2 separate regions of the Astyanax mexicanus genome follow, and region 2 is linked to region 1. A link is a contact called in public Hi-C data. All regions are on one chromosome and are shown on one strand. Each heading gives the region's core, a stretch centred on a gene start, on an enhancer-like site or on the middle of the called end of the contact. The rest is flanking DNA. Distances are from core to core; before and after follow the strand shown.

Region 1 (7,330 bases), core at 2,743-5,242:
TGATTATCTATTGCTCAAAATCAATACACCCATAATAAATCTTACATAAGGGCATCAAAATGAGGCTGGTGAGATTTTATCCAAGATATATTAATACACTACATACACTATATGGATACAAGTTTTGGGACACATGCTCATTATTCAATGTTTCTACAGAAATCAAGGCTGTTAAAAGAGTTTATTCTGCTTGTATTGGAGTCACTATCCTCTCTACTGTGCAGGAAAGGCCTTCTTAATGATTTTGAGGCATTGCTGTGTAAAATTTTATAGCTTTCAGCAATAATGTTCAAGAGCAAGAGCGTTAGTACGGTCAGGATGTTGGATGATTACCACCTTACCTCACCCTACCACAACTCATCATCCCCAAAGTATATGTGTTCCAGAGAACACAGTTTCACTAATCCATAACCATCATATTTGTTCTATTGGTAGTATATCTCTAAAATAAAAAAAAAGAGACAAGTGGATGAGCATTACCTTAAACATTGGGCCCCATCTGGGTGCTATCTGTACATTTGCACTTTGCACATAGGGCCTAGATGGGCCTATAGTGTAACTGAGACCATGTGAGATGTGAGGGTCCCAGTTACAACACATGTGCGTGCAAACTTATGCAAAGCAAAGCTCATGTCCACGTAGCCCACATTCCACCTATATAAGCTACACACGGGCATGCTGGCGTTTTATAAATGATTCATTGGTAATGGCCTGTGTCAGCAATGGGGAAAACTTAAAATTATAAAATGAGAAAATTAAACTCATTAGACACAGATATTATACACAGCACTGACCAGGTTATATTTCTCCACTGCTCCGTGGTGCAGATCTGATGCTCATATGCCCAGTGTAGGTGCTTTTGTGGATGAACATAGGTCAGTATGGGCACTCTAACCAGTCTGCAGCTAAGCTGACCTATCTATAGCACTGTGTGTTCTGAGACAATTCTATTATAACCAGCATGAACTTTTTCAGTTTGTAGTTTGTACTATAACTGTACCAACAATTACTTTAAATGACCATATCCCAATATCATCCTAATATTGTCTCTACTGTGTGAGATTTAATTCTAAAAACAGAACATACATGTCTGAGTAAATTATTGGACAAAGTATGCTATAGAAACATTCCAATTACAGCGCAATAAACAGAGCAACACGTCTACTTAATTTGAGCATAATCCACAGCAGTGTGCTTAGTCAGGTGTGCAACTGTCTCATATTTATTAATAAAAATATACATATTGTATAAAGCACACCCAGCATTAAGGTGTTTATCTAGCTGGTGAGCAGTGGAACTGTACTGATTGGGCTTCATTCAGTACTAGGCACTTGCCTTTCTGTTGCTGGATGCAATTAAAAACATCATAGCTGGGCTTCTATAGTAGAACTTTATAGTAAAAAGCCTTTCCTGGACTGTAGAAACAGTCAGCCACTGGAACAAAGAAAACAAATGCAGGATTGCCTCTTTTTAAGTACCTGATTGATTTCACAATGCATGAAGAGAATAACCTCCAACAAAATAGAACTTTCTGTAACAACTAGCTCATGAACATGAACCTATTGGCAGCATGTCTAATGACAAGTGTGGGCTACCCCAAAAAGCACTGCAGCATTGAGCGGTTTAGCTAGCCGGAAAACAGTGGAACTGTACTGATTGTGCTTTACCCACTACTAGTACAGTATATATTTTGTGTTGCTAAATGTAATCAAACCATTGTAGTTAGGCGTCTTAAGTAAAAAATCTAGTAGAAGGCCTTTCCTGAACTATAGTAACAGTTAGCCACTCCAACAGCTGATTGATTTCAGAGTGCATGAATAGAATTACTGCCACTAGAATAGGACTTTCTGCTAATGAACATGAACCTATTGGACCATGGCTAATGACATTATAAAGCACCTCAGCATTGAGCTGTACTGTTTGTGCTTCATCCTGTACTAGGACCTTCTCTTTTCTGTTGCTAAATGCAATCAACCCTGTATAGTGGTGACTCTATAGTAGAAATCTAGGATAAATCCTTTCCTGTACTGTAGAAACAGTGAGCTACTCCAACAAAGGCAATTGCATATTTTCTAGTACATAAACAGAACCTAAACATTGAATATGCAGGTGTTTCACTAGACTAGTCCATACATAGTGTATCGCTTACTAGTCAGCTAAGCTAGATAGCAAACCTAACCAACAACTTTGATTAAATATCCCACACTCACTGTTAAAACACTGGGTCTGCTCAGCAGGGCTAGACCTAAGCAGCATAAGCAGCTTCCCCACTTTCACTGCGCTGCAGAGAATCAATTAAACCTGGCTAGCTAACTAATTAGCTAAAATTTATTAAATGGAAATATATAGTGAGTTAAACAAAACACGTGCACACACTCACACCGCTAGTTATCTTATTTTCTAGTGATGTGTGAAGTGAGCCCTTTTATTCCCTGCATTCATTAGAATGGACATCATGTATTTTCTTAATTTTTTTTGCACATAACACTATTTGAAAGCTGTTGTCTATCAGGGCTGTAACTAATGATTATTTTGGTAGTCGACTAAATCTGATGATTATTTTTTGATGAATCGATTAGTCAGCGATTATTTCTGCCATGTCCTCCACCTCTACAAACAATGGAAACAGCTGTACATGAGATTAAAGGCATTTAAATGTCTAAACATTGTTTAAATGGAAAGTACTGATATTAAGTGAGTAAATATGTAATCTGTTGTTTTGGGCACTTTTGGAGACACAGACTAAGTTGAGTGGAACCTTTGTTACACTCCCATTATGCTTCTGTCCACAGCACTTTGTGTAATGCAGTACTGTTACAAATAAACGATTAGTCAACAATAAAATTTGTAATTGACCAATGTAAATATTGTCATATAATGTTTATATAATATAAACATTGTCGATTATATCGACTAATTGTTGCAGCCCTACAGCAGACCATGAACCAGCCAGTGAAGTTTATAGACCAATATAACAGTAGAATGGTCCCATCCACTGCACAGGAAAAACTGTAGGATAGTACTAGGGCCATTGAGATAAAATAACAGCTAATTTAATTAATAATCATGTTCATTTTTTTTTACTGTTCAGGAATGGTTTATGAAATAAAAGGGTCAATATGAAATATAAAATATTACACACAGGCTTCCAATGCAATGGAAATAAAAAGCTATTCAATATTTTAGATATTTGGATGTATCTACTCTATAGATTTTATAGTAGAATATTAGACAGACAGAAGACAGCATTATTCAGCATTGTTTTCCATCACTAGAGATAATTCAGGTCTGAAAAGGTTAGGCAAGCTTACCTGTCGACAGCATTAATGCTTCCACGGCTTCAGCTGCACCTTTCCAGCGCTTAACTCGCTTAAAGGCAAGGCTTTAACCCAAAGCGAGAGACAAGCATGAGTGAATAAGCGAGCGGCTGCCAGGCGGACAGGCGGGCGGGCAGGCGTGTGTCATTAGTCTTTATCCAGGGGCTGAGCGGGGTTAGCGCGGCTCCTCGTCCCCGCAGACACCGCTAGCATTTGTGAGGCTTCACTAACCTTCCGCTGAGGGTCTTCTTTGGCTTTAATTTGCGTTATTTTAGGGTTAAATCCACGGAATCACGCCGAAACGACGCGAACGAGTGAGCGCTCCAGGTAGGCAGACAGACAGGACAGCAGCCGTGCTAGTTATGCTAACAGCAACAACAACACGGCGGCGGCGGCGGAGAGTGGGGGATTCGGGCTGTGACACTCCCACGTTGAACGTCGTCACTTTTATTCTTTATTTATCGCCCATTTCTCTCCGCCCCGGGCGCAGCGTGCCTCACTTGGCTTCCCAACCCGAGCAGGGACTCGTGTGTTCGGTTTAGCTACGTTTTCTGGCGTTAAGCTAGCTGGGTTAGCTAGTTAGCTGTCTCCCCTCCGGCGGCGGCTGTGGCCGAGCGGCAGGTTCTGCCGAGCTTGTGAGACAGCTGACAGCGAGCAGCGCTAGCGACGGCCGACTCGCGACTCGAATCAATCGATTCACAGTCGACTCACTGAATCAATTCAGAACCTATAGCTCACACTACGGTCAAGAGCTAATCAATACCTTGCAGTGCTATCCAGCCTACTCCTTATTATCCATCTCCAAACAAAGCGGTTAAAATCAGCTGTTAAATTAATCTGATTATTTATGATTAGCACAAAACCATAAACCATTCATATCTTAAATGTGTTCCTCTGACGTAAAGAAACACAGTTCTGCTTAAAATTGTATAATTTTTAAAGCCCAATCAGATCTCCCTACTGCCCCGCCCCTGAACCTATACATAACCCAGTGCCCCTTCAAATCTACCCCTCCCATTTATTTGTTTTACATTTTTCAAATTTGAGCTATGCTGAGGGTGGAGTCAGCTAAAATCAGAGGGTTTTGTTACCCTATACCCACCCACCGCATGGACTGTTCACACTTTTGCTATCAGGCTGAAGGTACAGAAGAAGTGTGACATGCAAGACCACCACGTTATAGACCTTAAACACCTTCTACACTGCTGCCATCAGACTCCCCAACCTACCACAGAAATAATTCTGCACTTTACTTTTTACATTACATGTTCACCTGCCACTGTCATTTCTCGGTGGCACGTGTTCACTTTTATCACATTTCACTGCTGTAGATAATCATGTTCTTGCTTGTAAATAATATTTATTTAAATTTTATATTTATTTTCTTGTTTTATTTCTTGTTTTTATTGTATTTTTGCTATGTTTTCTTTATGTGGCATACTTGGCGAGAAACAAGAAAAGAATGTTTAATTCTAAAAACCTACCTCTCTGCGTTTTCTTTTTCCCTTCTTCTGTATTCTATTTTTGTTTCTTTGGTTGCACCCATCAGTTTCCTAATTATGTAATACTAATCTCGTACTTATGAATTACTATGTCATAACTTGCAATCTCATAACTATGACTTAGTATCTCAGTAGTATCTTAGTATCTCAGCTATGACATACCATTTAATAATTATGACTTAGCATCTAAGAATTACGACTTCTCGTCGTTAGAGAGCAGGCGAATCATGCAGCTAGATAGACTGCCGGTGTTTGGAGAAGACAGTTAGAATAAAAACGAATCGACTACAAAAGCGAATCACTGAATCGGTTCACGATCGATTCATTGAAACTGACAGTTCAAACAACTGCTTCGGTAAACTGAATCGAACTCCCCATCACTACTGTACCTTCTCTTCCTATGCACCGCGCATGCGCGGAACCATTCCATTAGCCTCAATGGTCCCAGCACTGGTGTTATAATTTCTAAACACAGGGGCGCAGTGATTCAGGAATTTACCTTTCCCTAAAGTTCCCGGATGGAATCGAATCTGTTCATTTACACCTATTCATAGGTGAAGCTGGTGCTGGAAATCCTGTTCATTTTAAGAGGATACAGATTCAGTAAACGCATTGTTGCTGTGATATAGTTAGGGAAATACAGTTTGTGGTTCAGTAGCGCCCTCTTCCGTTTAAATACAGAGACACATCTTAACTGTCAATTTACCTGATTATGTATTATAATATATATTAGTTCACCATATTCAGCAGCTTTAACACCTTCTTATTCAATGTTTTAATTATTTATTTTTTCCCAGAGTGTAAATGAATACTAAAGTCATCCAGACTATGAAGGAACACATAAGGAATCACAACGTTACCTAAAGTGTTAAAACAACTCAAAATGTTAACTTACGGTTTTTCAGGCTGGTAAAACTGATGAACTTATCCTGTGCAGCAGTGACAACTCTTGCTCTTCTTGGGACAGTACTAATGAGAGCTGGTTTCATTTGTATAATGTTTTGATGGTATTTGCAGTGACTGTGATCTTTTTGGATCGACTTACCTTCTGAAACTAGGTGTTTTTTTTTTCTTTACTTAGTTGAGTAGTTCTTGCCATTACATTACTCAAATAGGGCTATTGTATACCAACTCTAACTCTTCACAACACAAACTGATGCTCTTAATCACATTAAAAGGGCAAGAAATTAAAGTAGTAAAATACAGTCAAGACAATCCAAACAGCTGATTAACATAAAGCAATATAAGATTATACATATACAACAGTCATGTTAAAATAAGGAAAATACAGGCAGAACAGGCAATTATTTTAGTTTGGGATGGACCTGGAACAACTGTGAAAACATACACAGACATAAATCAATGGATGGGCTGTAGAGGCAATATTTACAAATACTTGGGTACATAATTAAGGCCAGAATGTAAGGAAAAACAGAATTAATCATTTTTTTCTTCTTTTAGCAATGCTTTTATTTAGAGTTGAATTTCCTTAATTCCTCTAGTTTATTACAAAATGGCTATTGAATTATCTCCATTGTCTTTACTTGGCAATGCTTGGCCTATGCTCTACCGCTGAGGTCAGTGGGTGTGTTACACAAACAGTAAACCCTAAAAAAGACATTCTATTATTAATTATACCCACCATGCCCTCCACTTCGCCTCTGAGTTGCCCCACAGTCACTATTATCACTGCCCTAGATTTTACTGTCGGACAGAGGCCGTCTTCTGTGCCAGAGGCCATCAGATAGATTAACGACCATTCTCGCTGGGCCATGTGGGCATGATGCATAATTATTTATATTTATTTATATCTATGACAATGGTTTGTCTGTTGCCCTGTAGATATACTTTGGCCCGATATACTTTGGCCCTTGATGGTTACATTTAAAAAAAATAATTTAGTAACTATTTAACTGAAAGTATAATTAAATTAAACAATGCCCCAATCAGCCAAAACATTAAAACCATTTCAGGTGAAGTGAAAGCAGTAATTATCTTCTTGATCTACAGTGGGATCTGTCAAGGGGTTGGATATGCATTAAGGCAATATTAGGCAGTAAGTGCACAGGAAAACTGGGCAAGCATGAGAAACTGAGCCAAATTGTGACGTCTACACAAGCCAGTTTTGTGGTCAAGTACTTACCAAAAGTGGTTCAAGAAGGACAACCAGAGTCATTGAAAATCCCTTTTCATGTTAATTTACTGCTGTATTTTAGATGTCCAACCCATTTCCACACAGAAACAGGTGGCCTGCTCAATAGTACATCATAATGTTACATTAATTATAATAATCAATATATACTGCTTATGTAAGAAATACCGTAGCTTTAAACATGCAGCAGTATGCCAAAACAGCAGCTGGGTTGGCTTTAGACAACCAAAAAAACAGACTCAGACTAGTGCACCACTTAAAAGTGTAGCGAGCCTAAAGTCTAATGCTTATGTTAGACTGAAAATTAGATCAGTGAATGGTTAGTTGCAAGTAATTAGATCAGATCTGCATGGTGCTCT
Region 2 (7,330 bases), core at 1,562-4,061, 360 kb before region 1:
ATGGTTCTGTTCTCCTGTGTGCGAGGATGACGAGAAGGGTCTGTCTGCAGAGCCGCAGAGCCACGGATATACGCCAGCAGATTCACGCCAGCAGATTCAAGCCGGTGGCATTCTGCGCATGCGCAGTAGGACAACGCGATTCTGCTGGGATTGAAATGCATGTTTCAATCCGAAAAGGCAATTCCGTGCCAAAATATGAGCAATGTGGCACATGTTGCCAAAAATATCACTGCCCGTTGTGCTCCATACAGCATTATAAGCCAACATCGGCCACAAAACTTAGGAGTCACCTAAAACTCCATTTTAACCGAGCAGTCCAACATGAAGGTAAGTCAGTGAATACAATAAGTATTTTACACAATCGTTATATTATTATATTAATATCAGACTATAGACTATAGTATATATGTATGTATATATACGTATATAATGTATATATATATATGTGTGTGTGTGTATACTTCACAATATACAAAATATACTTTATAAAATAGGCTACTTCAAAATCATGATCAGTTTGTCTGATTTTACTATGTATGACCATGTATTTGCAGAAAGTAAATTAAAAAAAAAAAAAATATATATATATATATATATAAAAAGATTCAATGCTTTCAGACCTCAAATAATGCAAAAAAAAAAGTTAATATTCATATAGAAACATTAATTCTAATTCTAATATGAACTTTCTTTGCATTATTTGCAGTATTTGATTTTTTTTGTTTATTTTTCATTTACATTTTTATTTGTAATTTGGGAGAAACAGTGTCAGTAATTTATAAAATAGAACAACAGCGTTTATTTTACTCAAGTATTGCACATGGAATTGTACACATACAGACCATGTATTATTAAAGCCATTGCTCAACTTTGAGCTTGAATTAAGCAGATGAGTGATATTTTGTCCTTCTAATTATTATAGCTAATTAAGGTATTTAATTCCTAGGCATATTCATGTCCAATTTTAGGGTGCTTACATAAATCATTAGCTAGGTTATACAATCATGTGTGCAATATTTACCATGTAAATGTCTATATGTATTTGTTTTAGCCCAGTGTTTAACATTATGCTCAGTTTAATTCCTGCACATGTGGTAAGATAAATCAATGGTTTGTTCATCACACATTTGGGACACTTTTAACTCACAGCTCAGAACAAAAGAATGTAAATGTAAGTGTCCAAAAAAAAAAGACAATCAGTATAAAAAATGGGAGAACTTCATCATTTTTATTGGCATAGAAACCATAAATCTAAATATAAAACATTGCACCAAAGTTATATTATGATATACATCACGTATTGTATATTTGATGTGAATAGTTAATTCTGGCATATACATGTTATGAGTAAATGTAAAAGTAAATCCCATGTAAGCCAACTATCAATGTTGAGGTTAAATTGAAGGGTAATTGAACAATATGTCTACATAGACCATTAGTCTATCGAGGCACATAAGACTAATATGTGTCAGAATATGATATGAATACCTCCTAAAACTTTTTAACTAACCCTAGCTAAGTCAAACCAGTTATTTAACGCTAAGAAAATCGAAGAAGGTATCAACGCATGCGCAGAATGCCACCGGCCTGAAAGTGCTGGTTTAAATCCGCGGTTCTGCTGACGCATGCGCAGAATGCCACTGGCTTGAAACTGCTGGCGTGAATCTGCTGCCGTATATCCGTGGCTCTGCGGCTCTGCAGACAGATACTATTGAGGATGACAGGGGTGGGGCATCTCCCTTGGGAGGGGTTATGCAGAGAGGGTGGGCACCACTCTGGATCTGCCATCTGGGAGACACACAGCTGGGTTGGTGGCCTTTGGGCTATTTTAGCTCTGTGGGTGGTTGGTTTTAGCTCTCCTAGTCTTGTTAAAGGCTGTAAGTGAGTGGCAAGCCTGTTAAATAAAGAAGCTGTTGAGCATTCAGCATGGGTCTCACGGGTCTTCCTTCCTCTTCCACGCCACTATATATATATGTATATATATATACGTATATATATATATATATATATATATATATATATATATATATATATATATATATATATATATATATACGTGTATATATATATATATACGTATATATATATATATATATATAATGTGTTACAGCAGATTGTAACAGACAGCGATAGCTACAGTCTTATGTTAGCACAAACACGCCCGACATATTATGTAACACATTAATAAAGTGAATTATTCAGTACTGTACCGCTTGTCAGTGTGTGTAACAGCTTCAAGTGTCTGTATTCAGTCACGCGGGTGAATTCAGGACGTATTTAAGTAGGCTGCTGGGTTTAGCTCCTTGAGACGGTGGCCAATCCAGATCCTGGAGTAATAATCCGCCCCAGGACTTTTTATCAGTTGGACGGGGAGCTGACTGCAGCAGACATGCGCGCGCAGTAACAGTACAACCCTGTGGCGGATTAATACTCCCAGGACCTGGATTGGCCTGTACGATTTACAGACGCTCCGCGGCGGGATTTATCAGTGCGCATGTTTTGTAAATCTGTGAATCTATGCTGGAAGCCACACTTTTACTGAGTTAACTGAAGGCCGGCCGACCCTCAGCAACAGGTCAGCGAGCTCTAAACATCGCTAAAGTCGCGGATAAACTAAATCCACCCACTCAAACTAAAAAAAAACAGTCCGTTTGGAAGATCTATACCGACCTGCCATTGTAGAAACCGGGGGATTTCTCCGAGCGCCGACTCTCCGCTCAGTCCGCTCCGAGGGGACGGAGATCCATGACGGAATGAGCCGAAACGAGCCGAGCTGTACCGAGTCACTGAAATAATACCTGTGATAAACAGTGTAATTCACATTCAGTGATTTTAATTTATCCTACATAGTAAATGAATAGTGAAGTGATTCAGACTATGAAGGAACACGTAATGAATCATGTAGTAACTTAAAAGTGTTAAACAGACCAAAATACACTGTGAAGCATTTAGCTTCTCTTATCTGTGCTGATGTTAACTTGCCGTTTCTGAGGCTGGTAGTTGGTCTTCCTTTCCTGGGGCGGTCCTGATGAGAGCCAGTTTCATCAGTATAATGATTTTACTGGTGATTGTGGTGACTGCACTTCAGGCTACTTTCTTGATATTGTGGCGGCTCTGGGTTGTGTGTGTGGCTGCCTGTAGGCATGTTTCTGTTCTTTTGTGTGTGGGGCCTTATGTGTTTTGTTGTGCTGTGTTGCTCCAGCCTACGTAGCTGGTACCTCCCCCGTAACCTAGGGTATGGGGAGGGGCCATGCAGATGGGTGCTGTTTAGGGCACTCACCGTAAAGTAAGTGAGTAGCGAGTTTAGTCACTGGGTTCTGTGGGTAGCTTATTTGATAGGTTGGTTTAGCTCTCCTAATATTGTTAAAGATTGTAAGTGAGTGGCAAGCCTGTTTAATAAAAGAGCTTAAGAGCACTCATCATGAGTCTCACGGGTCTTCCTTCCTCTTCCACGCCACAATATTATTCTTTTTAGATTGACTGATCTTCGTTCTTTCTTAAATTATTTTTTCTCTTTTCTTTGTTGAGTAATTTTTGCCATAATATGGATTAGATTAAACCCAAATAGAGCTATTTACTGTATACTCTACCTCTTCACAACTTTACAACTGGTGCTCTCAAACACATTAAAAGACAAGAAATTCAAGTGTTCAATTTAAATTATTCCACAGTTATTTCTGATTGGCTGAAGTGTTTTATGAGTGCCATTATCAGATGGTAATGCACTGTAACCAAAGCACTCCATGTATTACATACAGGTTACCTAGCAACAATGCAGCACTTACAAACCAAACAGAGCAGCAGTGGAACTATTTTAAGTCGAGTGTTTATAACCAAACAGATTTAACTCAAAATCTTTCAATAAACAGCGATAATGGTGGTATAATTGCAACAATAAACTCGAGCCAGGCAAACTTTAACAGAGACTCAGTTACTGGTAGTCTGCTCAACTCCGTGAAAATAACCCTTGGCACCCATCACCACCAATCAGAAAACGGGTTCTTACCTGTTTCTTTAAAAACTGCTCCACTCCTACTTAAGGTTTCTTCCTTTTGCTAAATGAAGAAAAAGCACCCCAATAGTTAGAAAGTTGATTTGTTTTATTATCCAGTTCGGTATTTTTATTCAGTCAGTATTTTAGTTCCTTCCAACCCCTGTTATTCCTGTAAAAAAAATTAGATTTTGAGAAAATGTACCACCTTGAGAAATCATGAACATGTACCAGCTTTTTTTTTCAAATAACAGAGAATGTTATGTAAGGGTTATGAATATTTAGCAAATAAATAAAGTCTATATAGCCTCTGTTTGTTTACACTTTTTGTTGTTCCTCAAGGAAGACAACGCAGTCCAGTGCAACATGCAGCCTGCAGTCAAAACATTTTCTGCTGTGTGGAACTAGTTGAAACAAGCTGAAATTAGCACAACCGTCCTTTCTAATTTAATTACATTAAACATGGGTTTTGTTTTCCCCCCATCGTACTGTTTAACTGCTATTATTCACAACAAAATTGGTCCATTATGCTGCCATGTGAATAGCAATAGATATTATTTAGAAAAATATACTTAGAAGAGAGAAAAGAATAACATATAATGCAAAAAAAATAATGAATTACATATCTTTAATGCGTAGACATTAGATGAAAATGCAAATCTGCAGTCCCTAATAGTTATCATGACATTTTTTCCACACATTCTGAATTACTGTATCATAAGAACACGGACACACTCATAAGAGACAGTAGTAAAAAGTAGGAAACTTATTGTCTTAATCTATTGATGATATATGCAAGTCATTACAACATTAGGGCAACATGACCTTATTTTATTGGTTTATTGGGAAAAAAAACTGTACATTTGAAAGGAGGCTCTATTACTCTGTTGGGCAGCCTCTAGCCTGAATACAAAATGAGATACCGTTGGGGATGGAGGCCATAGTTGCTGCAGTTGGGCCTCAGTTATCCTGCTGAAAATCATTAGTTAGAAGCGGACATGAGAGGCAACACAGAATGTTCTGCACATAACGCTGATAAAATATCATACAATTATCACATAAAACTGTAAAATAAAACTGTTACTAGGGGTAAAAAATCATAAATAATGCCTCTTCAGATCTTCACACCAGCAGTGTGTCAGTTCATAGCAAAGGCATGAATATAGAGCAGTCACCAAAAGGCCTTCATGCTCAAACTCTACCATGGTTGGAAACCGAACAGATATTGATATTTTGCCAAAGACAACATGGCTTCAGTCTGTAGCAGTCCAGTGGCCCTATCTTACACCCTGCCCAAGGCACATCGTGATGCTCATTGCTATCTTACGCCCCGTCAACAGTCTATTTTCACACCTTGCACCCGTGTTTCTGTCATGTTGCTATGTTGGCGGCAGTCAGCGCCACTGACTGATTTAAAACCCTGACAATAGTCCATATCTATCTTAGCTATGCAGCGTACACCCCACTTTGTTACACACATGCATGGACAAGCCCAACTTTTACATCAACAATAAACAGAATACTAAATACTAAATGATGAGCAGGTCAGTTTCCTCTGCTAAGAAGCGTTGGACACATCCAGGGAGCTGCGCTGTTAAAATAGCAATCTGCCAGAAATCTGTAAATGGTAATTACAGTCCTGCCAACTAGCTCATAAACTTTACAATAACAGAGGAGACTGGTCTGTTAGATGATAGTCCAATAGGAATGCTTCAAGTCAAGTTGCTGGTTTTGGAAGTGTTTTTAAGGCACAGTTCATAAAAAAATGCATAGAAAACCCATTCTAACTTAGGAGCCCTGACCAGAAACCAGGCCTGGCCTTATTCCCCTGTTCAGCATCCTTCTCAGTCTATGTTAGGAGTTCACTGGTGTGTTCACAGCTGTCAAACAGTCTTGTTGCTGTTGAATGAATCTTGACCCTTCTCATACAGAAATAACCCAGATGGGTGGGCTTTTTGGGTCAGGTGAGTGTTGGTTTTGCCAGAATGGGTCCTTGAGGCTGTGTCCCCTACCTCCTGAGACTGCACCGTCTGGTGGGACCGCAGGTGTTGGAATGGGCCGTATCCATGATGGCTGTTCCAGTGTGGGATTGTATCTAGTGCTGGGTTGGGCTGGAAGTAACTGTGTCTGTAGGACAAAGGAAGTATGTGTGTTCCTATATGCATTGGGGGGCATAGCTTCATGGAGAGGTTGGCTGGGCTGGACAATCAAATGGTAGCCTTGCTGATGGCATCTGCAAAAAAAACAAACATGACAGATATTCTCAATGAGAGCTGGTGTATTACTGGCAGTGTAGGTTTTTGTATGATAATACATGTTTTTTTTGTATGTGTGTGTGTGTGTGTGTCTTGCAAAGGTTGGTTGTGACTAGTAGTAAAAAAAGTTAATAAAGTTGTTGTTAGTAGTGTGTAGTTCTCTGTTTGCTTGGCCAACCCCTACACTCTTCCTACTGTCTTCTACTCTAAACTCAACAGTGCATGTTTTAACAGTCAGTAAACACAAAACATGACTGCAGATTCACCACAGTTTATTTTTACTTTCTTCTTGCGTGTTGAGGAGTGACGTCTGGCCTATGCGACACACATGTAACACCACACAGTGGCACACACACTGGAGGGAGGAGTGAGATGTGCGTTTTATAGCAGTTTTAAATGCAGCCACTATTTTGAGTTTGTATAGGTTAAAGATGATCAATATCAAGGTTGGTTGTTCACTCTGTGCTGGAGACTACCTAGCTTCAAAGACACAACATCAAATTTGAAGAAAGGTTTGGAGTCTCAGTGGCACATTTACAGAACAAGTCCCAAAGCTGGAGCAAAGCTTCCAGTAAAGTGTGTTTTGGCAAAATTGTTAAGTTGAGGCGACATTAACTTAAAAGTTAACTTAGTTACTTTTAAAATGAAGTAATCTATAAAAAACTAAGTATTTTTAAAGGGGCAATCAGTAATCAGATTACTTTTTCAAAGTAACTATGTAACTATTCCATCACTGCATACCCCCACCCAACCCCTCCACCTACTAACCTGAGAATTATTGGATAAAGTAGAGAAGTTCCACTGGTATTTGGAATTATGTCATAGGTTCATGTTTATGTGTCAGTAATGGGTGCAACTCATTGCATTGAAAGGGATGTAAAATGCAAATGTATATATGTATATTTTGTTCCCATCTAGGTTTTTGAGGTTAGATTCTTTCTGTTTTGTTTGTTAAGCTTTTAGACTCTTGCTCATGCCCTTCATTTAAAGCTTTTTTAAAATTATTCTATAGTAATAAACATGGTAAATATATATTTTACATTATATATATTGTAATAATAAATGCTACTGATGTTATTTCTTT

What was found. A called contact is a pair of places that touch in the nucleus more often than the background predicts.
Region 2: a contact with region 1 is called in a Hi-C map of muscle, with 8 times the contacts expected there. The contact joins the promoter of LOC103024909 here to the promoter of mib2 in region 1. A contact is called at or near these places in 2 of 3 Hi-C or Micro-C datasets (blood and muscle).

What each region holds. Positions count from the first base shown.
Region 1 is chr12:12,558,233-12,565,562 of AstMex3_surface, reverse strand. It overlaps mib2 (MIB E3 ubiquitin protein ligase 2), which reads right to left and starts at 3,992. Exons shown (of 19, transcript XM_022670777.2): 1 at 3,312-3,992. The coding sequence starts at 3,324.
Region 2 is chr12:12,920,454-12,927,783 of AstMex3_surface, reverse strand. LOC103024909 (caspase recruitment domain-containing protein 19-like) reads right to left here and starts at 2,811. Exons shown (of 6, transcript XM_007237048.4): 1 at 2,671-2,811. The coding sequence starts at 2,677. LOC103034958 reads right to left here. Exons shown (of 5, transcript XM_022670773.2): 5 at 4,603-6,224. The coding sequence ends at 5,915.